Regions from separate parts of the Callithrix jacchus genome. Here region 2 is linked to region 1. A link is a contact called in public Hi-C data. All regions are on one chromosome and are shown on one strand. The core of a region is the stretch at or near the end of the contact, and the rest is flanking DNA. Distances in the headings are between cores, read along the strand shown.

What was found. Hi-C and Micro-C count contacts between places; a contact is called where the count stands out from the background.
Region 2: a contact with region 1 is called in a Hi-C map of skeletal muscle, with 4 times the contacts expected there. The contact joins the promoter of SMIM15 here to the promoter of ZSWIM6 in region 1. A contact is called at or near these places in 2 of 3 Hi-C or Micro-C datasets (both in skeletal muscle).

What each region holds. Positions count from the first base shown.
Region 1 is chr2:148,454,144-148,459,329 of calJac240_pri, forward strand. It overlaps ZSWIM6 (zinc finger SWIM-type containing 6), which reads right to left and starts at 2,505. Exons shown (of 14, transcript XM_035291529.3): 1 at 1,845-2,505. The coding sequence starts at 2,490.
Region 2 is chr2:148,631,038-148,636,223 of calJac240_pri, forward strand. SMIM15 (small integral membrane protein 15) reads left to right here and starts at 2,601. Exons shown (of 3, transcript XM_017969904.4): 1 at 2,601-2,847; 2 at 3,826-3,951; 3 at 4,835-5,186. The coding sequence starts at 4,855. The coding sequence ends at 5,085.

The DNA.
Region 1 (5,186 bases), core at 1,255-3,754:
TCCGGCAGGAAACAGACAAACAAAAAAAAAGGTATAACTTGAAAGAATGTTAATTAGATTTGTTTAGCCTCAAAAGCTAAACCCCCTCTAGACAGAAGGAAAGAGTGCCCAACATAGAAAAGGCAACACTGGGGGCTGCCTTTGGAAATAAATGACCATGCAGAAAATCACGTCTGCAGATTGCATTAGAATTCAAATTAACCAGACAGGATTAAAACAAATCTTAATTCTCTCTTGGGGCCCCATCCAGACCCCCACCCTACTCCCAAAGAAGGAAAGGATAAAAGGAACTGACTACAGAAAGAGAAAAAGGATTAAGTTAAAAATCAAAGAGACAGAGATGCGTCCAAATCTATCCCCATTCATTCGGTGCCGGGTTAACCATGCTACAATTTCAAGTACGCTAACATGGGAGGGGGTCAAAAAAAATGCCATTTGCAATCAGGAAAAAAACATAAGGAGTTCCACTACAGCATTGTTCTTTTCAGTCTGGCTCAAACATTCCCATCGCTAAGGCTGAAAAAGATCTGGACAGGGGGAAAAAACATTTTGGGGGAGGGGGAGCAGGGGACGCTTTTAAACTAAGGTATTTGAGAAAACTCTCATGATCTGTCAGAGAAAGGAGGGCTGTGCAGCTCTAAATCACAAGTCCTTTTCTCGCCTTTGTCAAACATCTTCTACTTAACGAGCCCTGAAAAGAAATAAAGAGACTCTTTTGTTTGGTTTCTCCTTTTTGGGGGGTGACAGAAAACTGAAAGGGGCACAAATAAACCTGAAAATGAGAACAAAGTGCTGGGTAGTGCCGGGCTGCCGCGCCGGGGGGACGCGGGAGCAGCCGCCGAGCCCTCTGCCTCCAGTTCCTCCTGCAGCCCGCTCACCTCTTTGGCTGCGAGCGGCAAATCCGCAACTGCTGACCGCCGATCGCCCTGGGCACCACGACCTGAACACCCGGCGCAAACAAAACTCGGGCAGCGGGGCACCGGGTCTGCGCCCCGGCCCGCACAGGGGCGTCTAGAGCAGGCTCCACAGAAAAGGAAGCGCGAACGGCTACTTCTCGGGCTCGCGCCCTTTAATTAGAGGGCGTCCTCCAGATGAGTGGTCCCTCCGGAGTCCGGGTCCGGTCACCCGCCACCTCCCCCCTGCGCCGCTCCGAGACTGAGGAGGCGCAAAGAGGAAAAAGACATTGAAACCCAGAACGGCCGGTGGAGCTCTCTGGGGCCAGACGCCACAGCAACCCCGGAGCACCGCGGCCGCTCGCCCGTCGGAGCCCTGGAAGGAGCGGCCGCCGAGCGGCTTTAAATGTATTCTCCTCCTCTCAAAACGCGGGGGGCGGGGGCCAGGAAGAAAAAGGAGCCAGCGACAAGCAATAGGAAAAGGGGGAGCGCCGAGCCGCCCGGCCCCGGCCCGGCCCCGGCCGGCATTGTCTGCGGCCCGCGCCCCCTCCCCCGCCCCGCACGGCCCCACCACACACACCCTCGCGGGAGCCCGGCCGTCCGCCCGCGCCTTTGTCCACATCCACCCCGAAACTGGCGAGCAACCTCCAGGATGTGCTCCCGGGAGGAATGCGGGGAGGGAAGCGCGGGCCCGGGGCGCGGAGCCCGCGAAGGGGCGCGTCCTGCTGATTCATTTCCCATTCGCGCTGGCCCGTCCGGGGCGACGGGGAGCGGAGAAGAGAGGGAGTAAATGGGCGCTCCGCTCCAGAGCACCGTCCGTCCCGGTGAGGGCACCCGCGGTAGTACTGGCGCGCGCGCGGGGCTGGGGGCTGTCTGCAAGGGAGAAGCTGGCGCCCCCCCACCCAGGGACTGACGGACGGACAGACGGTCCCCGGCTGCCCCGTGACTCACCGACTTGCAGGACGTTGTCTACGCAGCCGCTCTCCAGCAGCGCGATACCCCGGCGGAAGGGTAGCCGCGTCTCGTCGCCGCCGTCCGCCGCCCCGGCGGCCCCCACCGACGGGGCCCCGGCCCCCGCGGCGGCGGCGGTGGCGGCGGCGGCGGCGGCGGCCGAGGTGGCGGCCGGGGAGGACGAGGAGCCGCCGCCGCCGCCCGCGCTGCCGCCCGCGCCGCCGGGGCCGCCGCTGTCGTCGCCCGGGCCGCCCGCGGCGCCGCCGCCGGTGTTGAAGGACGAGTACATGCAGATCTCCCGCTCGCTGCGGGGGAAAGACCAATAGACTATGCGGCGCTGCACCGGCTCCGGAATGCGCTCAAAGCGCTCCTCCACGCGCTGGAACGGCCACTTCTCCGCCACTCTGCGCGCCGCGATGTCCAGCAGCGACTCGGGGCTCTGGGTCTTGCCCGGCGGCAGCAGCCCCAGCGCCGCGCCGGCCCCGCACGCCGCCGCCGCCGCCGCGCCGCCCGCGCGTGGGCCGGGTCGACAGGCAGAGCTGTAGCCGCCACCCGCGCCGCCGCCGCCGCCGCTGCTGCCCCCGCCGCCGCCCGGCCGGCAGCAAAGCCGTTTCGCGGGAGGAGGCTGCTGTCCGCGCTCCGCCATGACCGCGCCGCTTCTAACCCGACAGCGGAAGTGCCGGGACCCTATAAACGGCACAAGGAAGCGCGACACGCACAACGCCGTCGCGACGCCACGCTGCCATCTAGGGCCCGTCGCTCCTTGTATGGGCACAAGGGGCGGGGTGTCCTCCGTGACGTAGAGGCTGAGGCGGGGCTCCGATAGGGGGAACCTATGGCCGGGGCGGAGCCTATGCAAATCGCTGGGCTGAAACATAAATAGAGCGCTTGGCCGACACGGGGGTGGTGGGGGCGGGCAGTTTGGGTGCCCGGTGGGCTGTGAGAATGTCAGGCTGCTGTGACGCGGGGGGGGCGGGGCTCAGGCGGGGTTCCCGTGGGAGGGGTGGGCCGCGGGGCCGGGTCTGAGGGTTGGTGGGTCTCTGCGCCCCCTGCCTACTCCACTTCCCCCTCCAGTTCTCTCTCCCTTTGAAGTCGGACAAGTGAGGACGCGCCTCGTGGGTCGCAGCGGGGAGAAAAAGGGAGATGGGGGGTGAGCGAAGGGGAGGGGTCCGAGCTAAATGGGGGGCGGGGCCCACGGGCCCATGCCCCACCCCCCCAGTCAGCCTGCCCTCCGGGGGAAAAGCCTCTGGGCGGAGGAGGCGCTTTCAAAACAAAGAAATGCGGCAGGGAGCCGGGGAGACGCGGGTGGAGAGGAAGGCGGTGGAGGCGTGGCCGAAGCCGACCGACTGCCAGCTTCCCCTCCGGCCGGTCTAGAGAAGCTTTCCCCACCATCCGCCGAAGCTGCGGCGCCGGGGAATGGGAAGAACGGTTGCGTTCGGCGGCGGCTTTCCACTTCACTTTTGCAGACCTAGTGTGAAAGGAGCGCACCCGGTCCGCTGCCCGGCTTGGCTGTAGTGCGCCCATCCACGAGCCCTGCGTCCGCTCTGTCCCGGAGGCAGGGCTGTGCCCGAAAACGCGCAAAGCTCTCGGAACGTGACCAGCAGCCGCGCGACGTGCGTCCGGAGCCGGCCGCCACCGTCCCGTCCTCACTATCTCAGCCCTTAGGGACGGGTAGCCGACCCACTCGCTAGGAGTCGGGGAGCTCCGAATGCCCTGGTGGTCCCCGCGGCCGCGACCTGTCTCCAGGCCGGGGTTTTTCCCTTTCGGGGTGGAACGCAGCCGGGGCTTTGGGTTTATCAGACACACCTTTGTGAGTACACACGCCGCAGGGGCGCGCGCAAGCCCCGCGGGCGCGCGCACACACCGCCCAGCCAGCGGCAGACGGCGGGCCAGGAGGCGGACGGCGGCTTCGGGCGCATTTGGATCTGCGGTGCGGCTCCCACCGCGGCGCCCGGCTGCGCGGAGTCCAGGCGCTCGGGACGCGCGCTGCGCATTCAAGCCGCCTTGGCGGCGCCCGCAAGGCCCGCCTCCCGGGGCCCAGCAGCGTAGGGATGGACGAAGGAGAGCGAGTGCTGAGCGCGGCTCGCGGGTGCCGGGTGCGGACGAAGGCGGAGAAGCGACTCCCTCTCTGAACCGAGAGCCCTGCGGACATTGTTTGCGCTCCACAGAGCTCGGTCAAATCTGCATCCAAGCCGCAGACTTAATTACCGCGTCGGAGACTCGGTTCTTCCCAGCCCCACCTTCTGTTTTTTACTGTAAACCGTGGTGCTGATCCGCTCCCATTGTTGGAGATAAACTGTATCTCCTTTGACACTTTCGCATCTTTTAAGGTTATTGGCTGCTCCCCGCCCGCTTGCCTCGCTGCCTGAATTTAAAGGGATAGCGCGCTTCCGCGTTTTAAAGAAAATCTCCCACTCGGGACCGAGGCCCTGGAGACCTCGAGCTCCACGGCGGGCCTTCAAAAGTCCCAGGCTGTAGGTCGTTGGGGTCGGAAGCTGGCCGACTTAACGCAGCTAGCTAACTTGTTAGGAAAATTTTGGTGACATTATGTTTTTGTATATCCGTCCAGTATTTTTTTGGGCATCTCCTCCATGTCTAGGAAAAAAACCTGTGCGGAAAACTGGAAGATCTTTATGGGCAAGTAGAAAAAGAAGTCTCTTTCCTACAGGGGTTTCATTTTTAGATCTCAATAGGTATAGAAGACAGTAAGTTTAAAAGTAAAACACAAGTTGGGCTCTATTCTATCCAAAAACAGTCATGATGGGACTTAGGCTTGTATAATGTGTAGATTAGCAGGCATTTTCACACATAAACACATAGAATCACTGAACTGGAAAGTCAGCGATGACAAAACTGGTGCCCCCAGACAGGATAAATGACTCATTGGGGTCATAGGGGTTGTTAGTGGAAGAGATTAATTCACAGTGAACGGGAAAACAGGTACCATTGGAAATGCCTAACTTTTAGAGCTTTCGTTATTATAATGAGCAAGAGACTGGATTTAAGGCACCATCGTTTGCTGGAGGGATCTATTATAATTTAGCTCTCTAATTCAGAGACAAAAGAAGGGCCACCAGCTCAGCCTGACCCAGCCGGCCCTCCCTGCACTCTCTGACACCGATTACTGACTCCCTCTTGAACTGGCCCCCTCTCTTGAGTTTCCCAGCAACCTGCCATCCCTCCAGTGTCTCCAACTCCCCTTTTTCCTGCCTCTTTTTTGTTTCTCTTCCTTCAGACCGTTTAATATACGCACTGCCCTGCAGTCTATCACGGTTCTCTTCATTTTGGATGATCCACCTCTTGGAGAGTTTCCACCACCCACCCCACAACGGTTTCCCAAAG
Region 2 (5,186 bases), core at 1,351-3,850, 180 kb after region 1:
CCTTGTTATTCTAAATTGGTATTCTGACAGATAGTTGAGAGAGAATGAAAACCTGATTAAGAATCTTTTCAAAGAAATAAGATCTCAGCCTGGAACAGTGGCTCACACCTGTAATGCCAGCACCCTGAAAGGCGCCTTTGCAGGAGAATCACTTCAGGCGAGGAGTTTGAGACCAGCCTGGGCAAAACAGTGAAACCCTGTCTCTACAGAAAAAAATTTAAAAAAATAGTTGGGCATAGTGGCATACATCTGTAGTCCCAGCTACTCTAGAGGCTGAGGTGGGAGGATCCCTTGAACCCAGGCAGTCAAGGCTGCAGTGAGCTGTGATAGAGCCACTGCACCTAGCCAGGGTGACTTAGTGAGACCCTGTCTCAAACAAACATCACTGAAACTCATTCTCTCTAGTTGGGCTTGACTTAGAACTGAATACATTAAGCAAAAAATTAACACTGGTCAGTTTTTAAAAACAGTGAGAATGCTAAGCTGGATACAGTGGCTTGTAGCTTATAGTCCCAGCTACTCAGATGGTGAGGAGGAAGGATCCCTGGAGCCCAGGAGTTCAAAGAGGCAGTGAGCTATGACAGTGCCACTGCATTCCAGCTAGGCCAGAACAAGACAATGTTTTTTAAAAAAAAGACCTTAGGAAAACTTGCAATGATGTTTATATCAAATATCTTACTATGCTATTTATTTAAGCCAGATAAATGACCAAATCCAGTCCAATTTACAGATTTTAAAGCTGAAAGGGCATTGGAGATGGCCTACTATGCTTTCTACATACCTAAGTAGAAACATGCTCAGAGTGATTTATCAGAGTATACATATCATTACTCAACCAAGACTTGTGAATCTTAGTTCACGAGCTCGACTCTCTCAGAAGCAGCACACAACCTAGATCCCAAGCACTTGCTGTTCACAATAGGGTTCGCACCATGAGAATCTAATGATGCTGCTGATCTGACAGTAGGCAGAACTTAGGCAGAGATGCTCACTCACCCATCGCTCACCTCCTGCTGTGTGGTCCAGTTCCTAACAGGCTACAAAGCAGGTACCAGTCTTTGGCTGGGGTCTACATTACAGCTAAAGAGCTACAGAGGCTTTCTCCTTATGTGCCCTTTCTTCCTGCCCAAGACTTCTGTGCTTTTAACCAGGGATGCAGCACTGCAAGTATCCAGAGGCAGTAACTGGGAAAACCATCTACCATGATTAAAACACGTGTTGGCCTCCAGAATGATGAATGTTAAAATAATACATTCTGATCACATCTTGAATTCACGACTTGGGGAAGTTTCAGAAAAATCAGTTACCTCTAGTAAGTATTTAGTGCACACAATCCAGTGACTGAGTCTGCTTTTTTCTGGCTATTAGAAGTACAGGCTAGGCCTAAGCAGCATAGGCTTTGAAACTATCACCTAGGTTTTCAAATAAAAATGAGTTAGAAAACACTGCTGGTAATACAACATTATAAACATTAACATATGCCCGAGGAACAGTATCATAGATGGTTAGATTATCTGCCAAAAGCCTGTTCCCTAGTAAATAATACTTATTGTTTTACCTAAACTAGTTAAACATGTCGTATCTTGCTCCTCAAAGAGAACATTCTATAGTCTTTGGAGAATTAAACAGTGAAGAGTCTTGCAACATTTGTCAGAGGTAGTCAAACAATGCAAGCAATCACAAAATTTGGTCACCAAGCAAACCAAAGCTAATCTTTCAGTTCCTGTAGATTAGAAGACAGCATTAACTCACTCTTTCTCTTTCTGCATGTTGACTTTTGCATCCCTTTATTTGTGTAATGAAAGAACAAGCACCTCTATGGGAACTCAGTGCCCTGACAGTTTAATTACTTGTCAAGTTTACTCTGGGCAGGTAGTGATCATTCTTTCGTGAAATGAGTTAGGTACTTATTAAAAACAAACAACAAAACCCTCCTTTTCACATAGCATGGCGGCATTTCCCTTGGTAACAAGGTTGAGTGGATCCACCAAGGCCCAGCAGCCTGCCCCCTTTACCTAAGAATTGTAACTACTGTCCACCCAGAAGAGAGGCGTGAGGTGGGATGTGAACCAGAATGAACTCGTCGGAATCGTCAAGAGTCGTTGTGTGACCCTCACCTTGGCTTCGGGCAGTTTGTGGGGACCCAACTGCTTTCTTGCCGCCGCTTGAGTTTCCCGCAGCCAAACACCTCACCCACCCGGGACCCTCCAACTGTCCGGCTAGAGCAGGGGATGGGGGTTGTCTGTCGATCGACATCGGGGTCAAAGGCTAAAGTCCATAGCCGCTTCGGAACCGTTCGAGTCCTGAAGCCGCTCCACGCCTCCTCGGTCACCACCTGGTCCCCGCAGGACGCGGTAGTCTCGGGCTCCAGCCCGGAAGGGAGCGCGGTTGCCCTCACCCGCCCCGCGCGGCCTCACCTGCCGCTCCCCGGATATCTCAACACCGCCCTGTCCCCGCCCCGCACCCGCCCACGTCCTATAAGTAGAGGTCCCAAGCCCCACGCAGCAATGGCGCAGCCGGAAACTGACCCCTGGACTTCCTCCCGCTCGGCTGGCGGGTCAAGACGCCTGTGGGCGGGACGCAAAGGCCGCGACTTCCGCCTTCCTGCTTCCGGTCAGGCGGTGAGTCGGGAGTGGGATCCGAGCCCCTGGGGAGATGTAGAGAGGGCAGGTGACAGCCGCGGCAGTGCTTTTCTCCCGGTACCCAGCAGAAACGGCGGAGGCGCCGAGTGTGGCGGGGCCAACCCAGGATCCCCCGGCTCTGCGCTCGCAAGACGAGGGGCTCGCTCTTGCTAAGGCCGAGGGGCAGGGGTGAACGTGGCTCCCGTGCGTCTGCGGCCCGGATAGGGTAAGGAGGGAAGAGTGAGCAAGGGAGAAACGTTAAGAAAGAAGGGAAAGACAAAGGAGGAAGTGCGGATGGTCGTCTAGTGCCATCAGCTGCAGCTGCATGGCCCACGCGGATCTGGTTGGGAGATCGAACCGGGTCGATCTGTTTCGGGAGGAAGAGTAGGATTTATTCCTGAAAGTGGGAGGCGGGGGCGTTTGGGTCCGAAGTTGAGGTGCAGGGAGATGTGTGGCCTGTGGACCATGGCTATTTTACAGCAAAGTTCTTTTGCTTATCTCTGAAACTTAAATTGGTTATTCGCTACTGGTCTGGAGAAGGTGAAGGCAGGTCGATCTCAGTAGTACCTAATTCTGGCTGTATGGGAGAGGTCGTATGAAGTCTGGGAGCTAAGATATTTAACGTATTAGGCACTTTCATATGTGTTCAGTTGAAAATCGTGGGAAGATACAATAAAACCAGTTTTCCTGGGGTAATAGGATTGTGGGTGGATTAGTATAATTTGTTTTGGTTATCTCATTTTCTAAGAAAAGAACATAAATTGTATAATAGACCCCCCAAAACCTTTGAGTAAGGTAAGGTGTTTGATTTATTTAGTGGTGTACCTAATTCAGTAAAGGAATGAATGGCAACATTTTTAGTATAAAAAGTTCAAAATATAGGAATGGGTGTGGTATCAGTGAGCCAACTTGCCTCCTATATGTCAGTGAACTAAAAAAATTTTATTATTGAAATAAGTAACTTAGTAAAATACTTGATTTCCAGTAATTAGGATTTTCTTACAGGGCATTTGCAATTGTAAATTCAAATGAGGAAGAAACAGATATGAAGTTACTGTAACTTACAGGCAATTTTACATGTCATATAGGTTTCTTATATACAATACAGAAATTTTCCATTTAAAATTTTATTAAGTTATCCTGAAAGTTGTGACTTAAATTTTGTTTTCTTTTTTGTATTCTCTCCAACTCACCAACTGTACAGAATTTAAACCATCTCTCAGATGTATACAGTAGAACTCAAGAAGACAGACAATCAAGGGTCATCTGAATCGTGATTGGGTCACTGATAATACCAGGACAAAGTTAGAGATCACTACTGAAGCATAAGGTAGATGATTCTTTAAAAATTCCAGTTGAAATTGTAAGAGGATGTATATACACTCATTCCCTACCCAGGTATTCTAAGTCTGCACTTTGAAAAGAAGTGGACACAAACATGAAAGGTAGAAAAGCCCTGGGGCAAAATAGAAAAACGTCACTCAAGTCACATAATCCTCATTTGCCGGATGCCTTTTCTTACACTCAAAAAGGAACAAAACACATGGCATCTGTTAAGGCTACTTTTTTCATTTATTAAATTAGGCTTATTTTAACAGGGGTCCTCAAAGCTGAAAGGGCATAAAATAGCTCAGTACTTTTTGCTTATTTGGCATATTAATGTGATGTCATGACTCCTTTACCCTCTCTTTCCCATTTCTGGAAATAGCCATCTCGCCTCCTCTGTGAGCATTTCACATGTTTTGTGGCTTGTCATTTTCAAACGCCAAATTTGCTGATTTGTATTTTTGTTAATTAGTCATACTAAGGATATGTCAAAAAATAACAAACTGTATTAAGCTGTTTTCTGGAATGACCATAGAAAACTCAAGATTCTTTTAAAAGTCTCCTGTTAAAGTTTGTCTTGAATATGGGAGGCATGTGAAAATGCATAGTCCTTATGATAAAGTCAGATGGCTCTTTCTAATCTTCTATAACTTTACATCTTTGAAGTGCCACTATTCTGGCTGTCTAGATGAATTACTTTTTCCTAACTCGGGATACTAGTCTTTATTACATTAGTACTAATTAGTACTTTTGAAAAAAGCAAACTGAGTGATAATGGAATTCTGAGTTAACTGGTTGTATGATGAAACTTTTTCAAAATTTGATTAACCGCAGTTTTTTTTTTGTTTGTTTTTTTTCCCTCTGTGTTCTCCACCCCCTTCCCCCAGCCCGTTTTCATAAGACTGCTATGAAGATGTTTGATATAAAGGCTTGGGCTGAGTATGTTGTGGAATGGGCTGCAAAGGACCCATATGGCTTCCTTACCACTGTTATTTTGGCCCTTACTCCACTGTTCCTAGCAAGTGCTGTACTGTCTTGGAAATTGGCCAAAATGATTGAGGCCAGGGAGAAGGAGCAAAAGAAGAAACAAAAACGCCAAGAAAACATTGCAAAAGCGAAACGACTAAAAAAGGATTGAAGGACTGAACAGTCTCTGCAACTAGGGAAAATCATTTGGAAAATTATGCATCTTTGGAAGAACCCATTGAAGTTCTTTGGATTTTTTTTTTTTTTTTTTTT